Linked DNA regions of Zea mays: region 1 is linked to region 2. A link is a contact called in public Hi-C data. All regions are on one chromosome and are shown on one strand. The core of a region is the stretch at or near the end of the contact, and the rest is flanking DNA. Distances in the headings are between cores, read along the strand shown.

Evidence for each region. Hi-C and Micro-C count contacts between places; a contact is called where the count stands out from the background.
Region 1: a Hi-C map of tassel shows a contact between it and region 2, with 3 times the contacts expected there. The contact joins the promoter of LOC109943986 here to the promoter of LOC100277129 in region 2. A contact is called at or near these places in 6 of 25 Hi-C or Micro-C datasets (ear, endosperm, leaf and 2 more).

Annotation. Positions count from the first base shown.
Region 1 is chr2:35,049,082-35,053,276 of Zm-B73-REFERENCE-NAM-5.0, reverse strand. LOC109943986 reads left to right here and starts at 1,725. Exons shown (of 3, transcript XM_020548246.3): 1 at 1,725-2,261; 2 at 2,533-3,030; 3 at 3,103-3,928. The coding sequence starts at 2,165. The coding sequence ends at 3,647.
Region 2 is chr2:34,913,991-34,918,082 of Zm-B73-REFERENCE-NAM-5.0, reverse strand. It overlaps LOC100277129, which reads left to right and starts at 1,496. Exons shown (of 1, transcript NM_001150785.2): 1 at 1,496-2,394. The coding sequence starts at 1,576. The coding sequence ends at 2,058.

The DNA.
Region 1 (4,195 bases), core at 476-2,975, 130 kb before region 2:
GGGATTTGAGGTTCCCAAATTAGCCTTAGGACTGATTTGGTGATAAGGTGTCACAAGAGGAACCATAAGATTCCACCCCATGAATCCCCTTGTGATCCTTGGTCTGAAAGGGGGCAGAACGTCCCTACATCTAGTCATCGACGGCTTGCGCTACCGATACCATTGATGATTAAACTCGTAGTTTGGGTTACAAGTAGTCGGTGCTCCTATCGGGGTGGATTGGAGCTTATGAGCTGAGAGGTGGAGTCCTAACTAAGTCTTGGCTTGACGTGGCTCTAACCTACTGGTCCTTGTTGGTTCTCCTCCTCCTGTTCACCCTTGTGAGTTCGTCTCCGTCTGAAGGTGTCTAGTCATCTCCAAGTCGATCTCTTCTCTCTGTCTCAATTCACCGCCCTGTTCTGAGGTGACCCTCCCCCTTTTATAGGCCGGGAGAAGGGTCGGCAAGTGATGGATTCTCTAGGAAGGAGTCGTAAGGCAACGTTTTACCCTGGGTGAGTCCATCCGTACTCGTGGGGCCCAGGGGTGCCTGGTTGTCGCGTATTTTATGTAGCGGATGACGTGGGGGCGGCGATGGTCCAAGGCGTCATTATTTCGGCTACGTCGACCCCTGACTTTCGTAGCCTGGATCTAGGTGTAGCCCGTCATGTAGTGCCATGTGGGAGGTGTGCGCACTTAGGCCTAGCTCGATAGGCCATGAGTTCGTCGTAGACTGAGGGGCGCGTGGGCTGTTAATGCATCGCAGTTCGGGGGGGTCATGAGTGTTATGCGGCCCGAGGGGTTCATAGGTCATGAGTGGGAAGCGGACCGTGCCCACGCTGTCACTCGGTGCCAGGCCTGATTAATGCGGCCAGTCATTTATGGCGGGCCAGTCCGAGGCCGGGTGCGAGATCCACTCGAGTAGTTCCTTTCCGACACACCTGTCCTCCCTTGTCAGGCTCCACCATGCACGGTCCCAAGCTCGGTGTCGCGGGGTATCGACCGAGAACGAGTCCTTCCAGGGTTGGCACATCTATCTCTTCGGATTGACTAACGGGTCCCAGTGATTAGGGGCTCTTTCCTTAGCGCGCTCATTAACATGTGGGTCCTAGGGTCCGGGGGTCATTCCCCCGACACAGATCCATATATATATGGAGTACAATTGATAGTGCGCTTCACCGATCGAACCAATCAAATTATTTATCAATGTCTTACTTTCTTGCTCTAGGAGCAGCAGTAATTAGTCTTTTTTATCTACGTCTTTACCTCTCTGTGACTCTACGTCGTCTTGAGACGTCTTGAGTGTCCTACCGACTATAAAGCAAACCTTATAATCGCTCCTCCCTGACGGGATTATTTCGAGAAGACGAGATCTAGGTGTTGTAGACGACCGCCGCCGTTGCCTTCGTGCACGCGTGGGCCATCAGACCCTAGGGACGGATCGTCCAACTCTACCGTGCACTCTTGCTGCACGATCACAGACCGTCTAGCCCCGTAATATGACCGTCTGTCACCACAGAGAGACCATCAAACAGAACAAACCCTAATGTTTGGTCCCGATTCGGGTCCAACATAATCATTCCGTTTTCTCTGACTCTTTAAAGCTGTGATTAGTTTCGCTACCGTAGGAGCGAACTTGAGGTTGGGAGCGCAAATAACTGGCGGTGCGTCGAGCACTAGCTCTGCAGTCTGCACTTGCCCGGCGCCTTGGTACTACCCCCGACCCCGAGCTCTGAAATGGGCCATAAACAACTCCGTGATTCTGGACGGCCATGTGAGAGCACGCGGGCGTACCAAGCACGCCGTCCCCAGTCACCACCCGGCCGAGGAGAGGAGGTCGAACGGCCATTCCTTACCCACACCGCGCTTCAGGTGTCAGGAGTCAGGACCCGCCGGTGATGCGCTGCTAACCACCTCGTTCGTGGAAGCGCCCGCGGATCCGGCGCACGTTTCGCTCTGTCGGCCTGACGAGGACGCGCCTCGGCCAGGCCAACATCGCTGCCATGATTGGGTGTTCCAACGACGAGACAGAGTTCTCTACGCCACACGTCCCCCTATAAGTGCAAGCTTGAAAATAGCTATCGACACGAACTCAGTGTGCTCATAGGTTCCTGACGTACGTATCTCAGTTGCGTTCGAGCGTTGTGGACTTGTGGTGGTTTCCTTCCTGCGCCGGAGAAGGTAGACGATGGGAAGGGGAAGCGATGCAGTGCCGGACGCCCGTCGAGCTGCGCTGCTCTTGATCGTCTGCTTGGCGGCTCGAGCGGCTTCTGCGATCCAGGATGGTAAGAGGTGGCAACTGTGCTGTGTTTCGTGAACTCTCTCCACGCCGTAAACAACTAGTTCGTAGCTTATGTTTGATTTTTCTTTCGAGCTATACTTTTATTGTCAAACTGAAATTGGGGGCCGGGGATCATCTCCTGCAGTCCGATCCATTTCTAACGATGCTAGTTCAGAATTCAGATTAGGCGCGTGGCCTACTGGCGTCTCATTGCCAAGGTGTTTGCTAAGCTGAAATGTCAGTTCTAACTGCGCGGTTCAATGGTTCATGCTCAGGCCTGTTGCCGAACGGCAACTTCGAGGAGGCGCCGCCCAAGTCGCAGCTCAACGGCACGAGGGTGATGGGGCGCAACGCGATACCGCACTGGGAGATCTCCGGGTACGTGGAGTACATCGGGTCGGGCCAGAAGCAGGGCGACATGCTGCTGCCGGTGCCGGAGGGCGCGTACGCCGTGCGGCTGGGGAACGAGGCATCCATCCAGCAGCGCCTCGCCGTGACGCCGGGCGCGCGCTACTCCATCACCTTCAGCGCGGCGCGCACCTGCGCCCAGGCCGAGCAGCTCAACGTGACGGTCGCCCCCGAGTCGGACGTACTCCCGATCCAGACGGTCTACACCAGCAGCGGGTGGGACTCCTACTCCTGGGCCTTCCAGGCCGCGGGCAGCGTCGTGACCCTGATCGTCCACAACCCCGGCGTCGCCGAGGACGCAGCCTGCGGCCCCCTCATCGATCTGTTTGCCATTAAGACCATGCCGACTCCTCGGAGCAGCAAGAGTGAGATTTCTCTCTAGCACCTTCCGAACCGAAGCCACGAGACGCTGAAGGAATGGCTAAATTTTCCTGCAGATAATATGCTGAAGAACGGGGACTTCGAGGACGGTCCGTACATCTTCCCCAACACGCAGTGGGGGGTGCTGGTGCCGCCGATGGACGAGGACGACTACTCCCCGCTGGCCCCGTGGATGGTCCTGTCGTCCACCAAGTCGGTGAAGTACGTGGACGCGCCGCACCACGCCGTGCCGCACGGCGCCCGCGCCGTGGAGCTGGTGTCCGGCATGGAGACAGCGCTGGTGCAGAACGTGGCCACCGTTCCCGGACAGCTCTACAGGCTCCAGTTCTCGGCCGGGGACGCCGGCAACGGCTGCGTGGGCTCCATGACCGTCCAGGCGTACGCCGCGCGGGGCAGCGTGAAGGTGCCGTACCAGTCCCAGGGCAAGGGCGGCCACACGCGCGGCGTGCTGGACTTCGCGGCGGTCGCGGACCAGACCAGGGTGGTGTTCGTCAGCATGGGCTACATCATGAAGCCCGACGGCACGCTCTGCGGACCCGTCGTCGACGACGTCTCGCTTGTCTCCACGCGGAACCATCCTGCTCGCCGCTTGCTTCTGTGATGCTACCGACAAGATTCGTTCATGGGTTAATGTGAATGGCTGTGAGTGTGCTCGAACTCGAATGCTCGGGCTTCATTTAACCAGATCTGGGTAGATTCCACGGCCATCACATGTATTTGCATCGCTGTTTTGTCTTTCTTGGCCAAATGTACTTGCTTCGTTGTAGTTGTATAGACTATGTATGCTTCGACGGGTGTCCATCAGACCGTGTTTACTGGTACATTGGTGTTTGATTGCCTTCGTCCGTAATCGATCACACTTCGTGTGTTTGGTTGCACGTCCGATGATAGCCTGACTCACTACATACGTTGACTCTCTAAATGTGTTCGGTTACCCGTATGAAGATGATTAAGCATGTATGCATCGATGCAAGTTACTTATTTGCAGAAGTCTTTTACCTTAATGTCGAGATACGTGCGAAAGTGCCATATGTGTTGGGCCATGCTCACGTGAGTCCGGCTATACAGACACAGGCATCCAATCAGCGCCACTGTAAATACATATCGGCATATACAACGTCGATCCCCTTCCCAACCCAACTCTTACAT
Region 2 (4,092 bases), core at 247-2,746:
TAGTGGATTCAAGAGACTATTGTTTTGTTTAGTTGCATGCTTGTACTTCCTATCCAAAATAATAAGTGAATCTTATCGCAGAAAAAAAACACAAGCAAGAGCAAAATTTTGACGACACGGCCCAGTTTTTCCAGATAGAAGTCGGCCCTGTATGGATGTTGTGAAAAGTGTACAGCCCATTGTAGTTTAGAGACCACCAGCAGGCAGCAGCAGCAGCCCCAGCCCATGTCACAAGGCAAAGCCAATCCCAGAACGGCTGCCCGCATACCATTCCAGCAAACAAGCATCATGGCTCTTGTCACGTTGGCCAGCCTTTTAGCCTGTCAGGATTGCGGATCCACTCTAGGCTACTGATGCAAACGTGCAGTGATCCCAAGGGACAAGGCCAAAGGGCAAACCTTGCAAACCTCCTCGGAAATGGAATTACCAGTGATCTTGCATCATTAAGAAAACTGTGTGTTGCTAGCTATAGACCAAATGGAATTACCATTGATCTTGCCAACGACAAACACAGCTTTGCAAAAAGATGAGCAATACAGCAATCCACTAATGCGCAAGGACAGGATGCACAAATAACAGATATGTAGCATCCCCCTAACTCTGAAGTCTTTCAATTTCATTCTTTAATGACCTATTACGTAATTAAAGAGCACATGCCATCTATTAACATTTGCCCCTCTAAACTTAGACCCCGTTCGTTTACTCTCTAGATTATATAATTTATCTTAAATACATTGAGAGATAAACAAATAACATTGATTATTAGGTAGATTATGTAATCTAGATACTAGATTATAATAATCCATAAATAGGTCAATAGTTGATTATAGAATTTATAAGCTGGATTATATAATCTTGAAAGGAACAAACAAGGCCTTAATTTCTGGCTTCGCCGTCCGGGGAATCAAAATCCAATTCATGGGCCTTTAAAGTTTCCCATCTGATCAAGGTATCAATAATTCATATTGACATGACGTGTCCAGTGATATAAAACGTCATCTTAAGAGGTTCACGAATTTGGATGTGAAATTTCAAAATCTTAGCTTTTAGTATATTCATTAGCTTATTTAAATATTTACAAAATAGAATTACTTAACTAGTTGTTACTTTGGTGGATCAAACAACACTTTAGTTGTAGGCTCGTTGAGTTCCAAACATTAAATTTTGAATTACTTTTTTTTTTCCTAAAAACTTACAATATCGAATATTTTTGGGATTCTAAAATAGGTTGGAGGGGGTAGTTGTAGTAGCCACGCGAGCCCCATGGAAATCTAGCACATTGGACCGTTTTCACTCTCTTTTTTCTAGCTCTAGCTTCTTGAGGTGTAATGGATTGATTTTGGTAAAAGAGCATGGTGGAGAGAAGCCGAGCAGCTGACAATTATTTTAGAATAGTTATGGTGGTAAATGAAAATGGAGCCATGAGAAGCTAGTTTGTTTTTTTTTTAACCTGAACTCCTAGTGTAAAATGAAATTTTGATTCGGCGTCGTTCCCATCAAAATCTGCACGGGATTCTGTTGTGCGAGTGATACTCGTGCAGAGTCTACTCCGCGGCTCCGCGCGGGCGCACGCAGATGGGCATCAGCCCCTCCAAGCGCGTGGACGCTGCGCTGCGCCGCGCGCCGTTGTTCGCCGCCGCCTGCGACGCCGCCTTCGACCGGTGCCTCGCCGACGCGCAGCGCCGCTTCCCGGGCGTCCGCCGGTACCAGCTCGCCGACGCCGCCGCACACCTTCACTCGGAGCTCAGCGCGTCCGTCCCGCTGGTCCGGCGCTGGGTGCCCTCGCCGCCGCCCCGCGTCCGAGTCGACGCCGCGCTCCGCGCCGCTGGGCTAGAGGACGAGGCAGAGCTCTCGCGACTCCAGTTCCGGGAGTTTGCCGTCGAGCTGTTCAGGGAGGCCGTGCTGGCCGGAGCTGCGGACCTCCTCCGCGCGCCCGCAGCCGCGGCCGGGATCGTCGGGATAGGCATGGTGGCTCGAGCCGCTCCCCCGGTGGTCGGGAGGATCGTCGCCGTCTGCGCCGCTAGCGTGGCCACCGCAGTTTACCTCAGCCTGGGCTAGGGTTTCCCCCCCAAATTCTAGTGATGATTAGAGAACCTATACAAACCACTTCCCACAGCTCTGCTGTGTTACGGTTGAACCTGGATTCAACGGCAGTTGTTGCAGTAATGCATTTTATGATCGGATTGAGCTCAAATGCCATTGAATCAGCTGTGCAATGTTTCACTGTCAAATCGCATTCCTGAAAGAACTAAAGGATTTGCTGCTGCATGAGATATTTGTATAGTTTATATTTGATCCATAAACTTACTACATTTTACCCTTTTTTCTCTGAATTGATTGTGCAAATGATGTACATGTGACGATATAACAGAAGAAAGTAGTTCCAACTTGCTTATCAAAGTAATTTGTAAAGAAAGTACTGCGTTTGCTTTCTTGCAGAATTGTTCTAGGCTCTTTTCAACCATCAGCTGAGCATTCTACAAGTGGAGTACTAATTTTTGGATTGTGTCTGTTATTGTAGCATTTAGTTTACTCAGCACCGTCTCCCATCAGATCAGGTCAACCACGCACTGTTCTTCATTGTTTTCTGTGAATCTGCTCTTACTACCATGTTTCCTTTCAGTACACCTAGAATTTTCAGTGCCTGTATAAGAAATATAGTTGGACCTTTTGTTCAGTTTGATCCTGTTTATAGGATTCAGAGAAACAGAAGGATAAAAGGCTGGGAACAGAGTTAGAGGTCAGTTGATTTCTTCTTTTTCCTTGGATTTGTTAAGTCAGGGTAGGAGGAATATATTATTTTTTTTTCTGGAAATCGAAGGAACGAAAACTTAGCTTCTGAATAGTAGCAGGAACTATGCTCTTTAGCCCAAAGCCAGGTGTTATTCATAAAGATAGCAGTTTGAAACAGAGGGAGTAGCACGTAGCTACCTGTACACTCTATTTTCAATCTCATCAACCTCGATGCTTAGATGTTACCTGTTTTTTTTTCATTTGGTTTCTCTGAAGTTGATCCTTATGCCGTATCTCGTTTGAGTATATATATCTGTAGTTCACAATGCTCACGTGTAATAATTGTCTCAGTGCCTTACTTCAATCTGTTGTTGTATATAGGATTCGGAGAAACAAGATAGAATAGGAGAAATAGAATGGGGCAGCAGTTCGGAGGTGAAATGGACACGCGAAAGTCTAGCCTTATCGGATTCTCCAATGGGTGAAGCCTGGACATTGCACACTTGGGTATAGCGCGTGTGTATTGGTATGTATGTAGGAATGTCCCCATGCCACATGTGTTCTGCCCTCTTCTTTCACTAACCGTAGATTTTTTATTTTCTTGTCGGCGCAAAGCAGAAACAAACAGCTTTTCAGCTTAGGGCTTGTTCGGTTGTACCGGAATAGGCCAGGATTCATTCCAGCTCATCAAAATCTATATAAATTAGAGAAGTAATCCGGCTAGGAATTAATCTGGGGCTCCAATCCGGAACAACCAAACAGGGCCTTAGCCGGAACGCTTTCTTCCAGAGAATGAGAGAAACCTAGATACTCCAGCTAGGCTACCACGCCCGGACGGACTCCCAATCGACTGACAGACAAATGGACCTGCTAGTAGTGGTCGCTGGACCTGAACCACATGGGCCGGGGGTAATTAAGAAAAGAAACCATGCACGCAGGAGCGGCCACCTAACTCGTGGCCTAGTCGCCAAGCCGAGCCAAGCAACGCCGCTGGGCCGCGCTGGGTTGGAGAATATCGTATTCCAGCTCACGCGCACCGCGGCATGTAGCGGTTGGTGCGGTGCCGAGACGTCGTCACGTCACATGCGCTCGCGGACGTCTGGCAGCGGTGCCGGTGCCGGTACCGCGCCGGGCATGCGACTATGCGAGCGTACGCCTCCGTCTCCTCATTTGTAACGTGGCGTCAGTTGATGAATGGCGAGCAGCATTTTGCATTGGCGTCGATGGTGTTTCACTTTGACGAGCCTGGACAGGTGGATGGGTTAGGCGTTAGGCCTCCGTGCTGTACTGCGATACGGGTAAAATCGTTCTGCGCCTTCTTTCTCTTCAGCGTTGCCGCGTCGTTCACTGCATGCAACG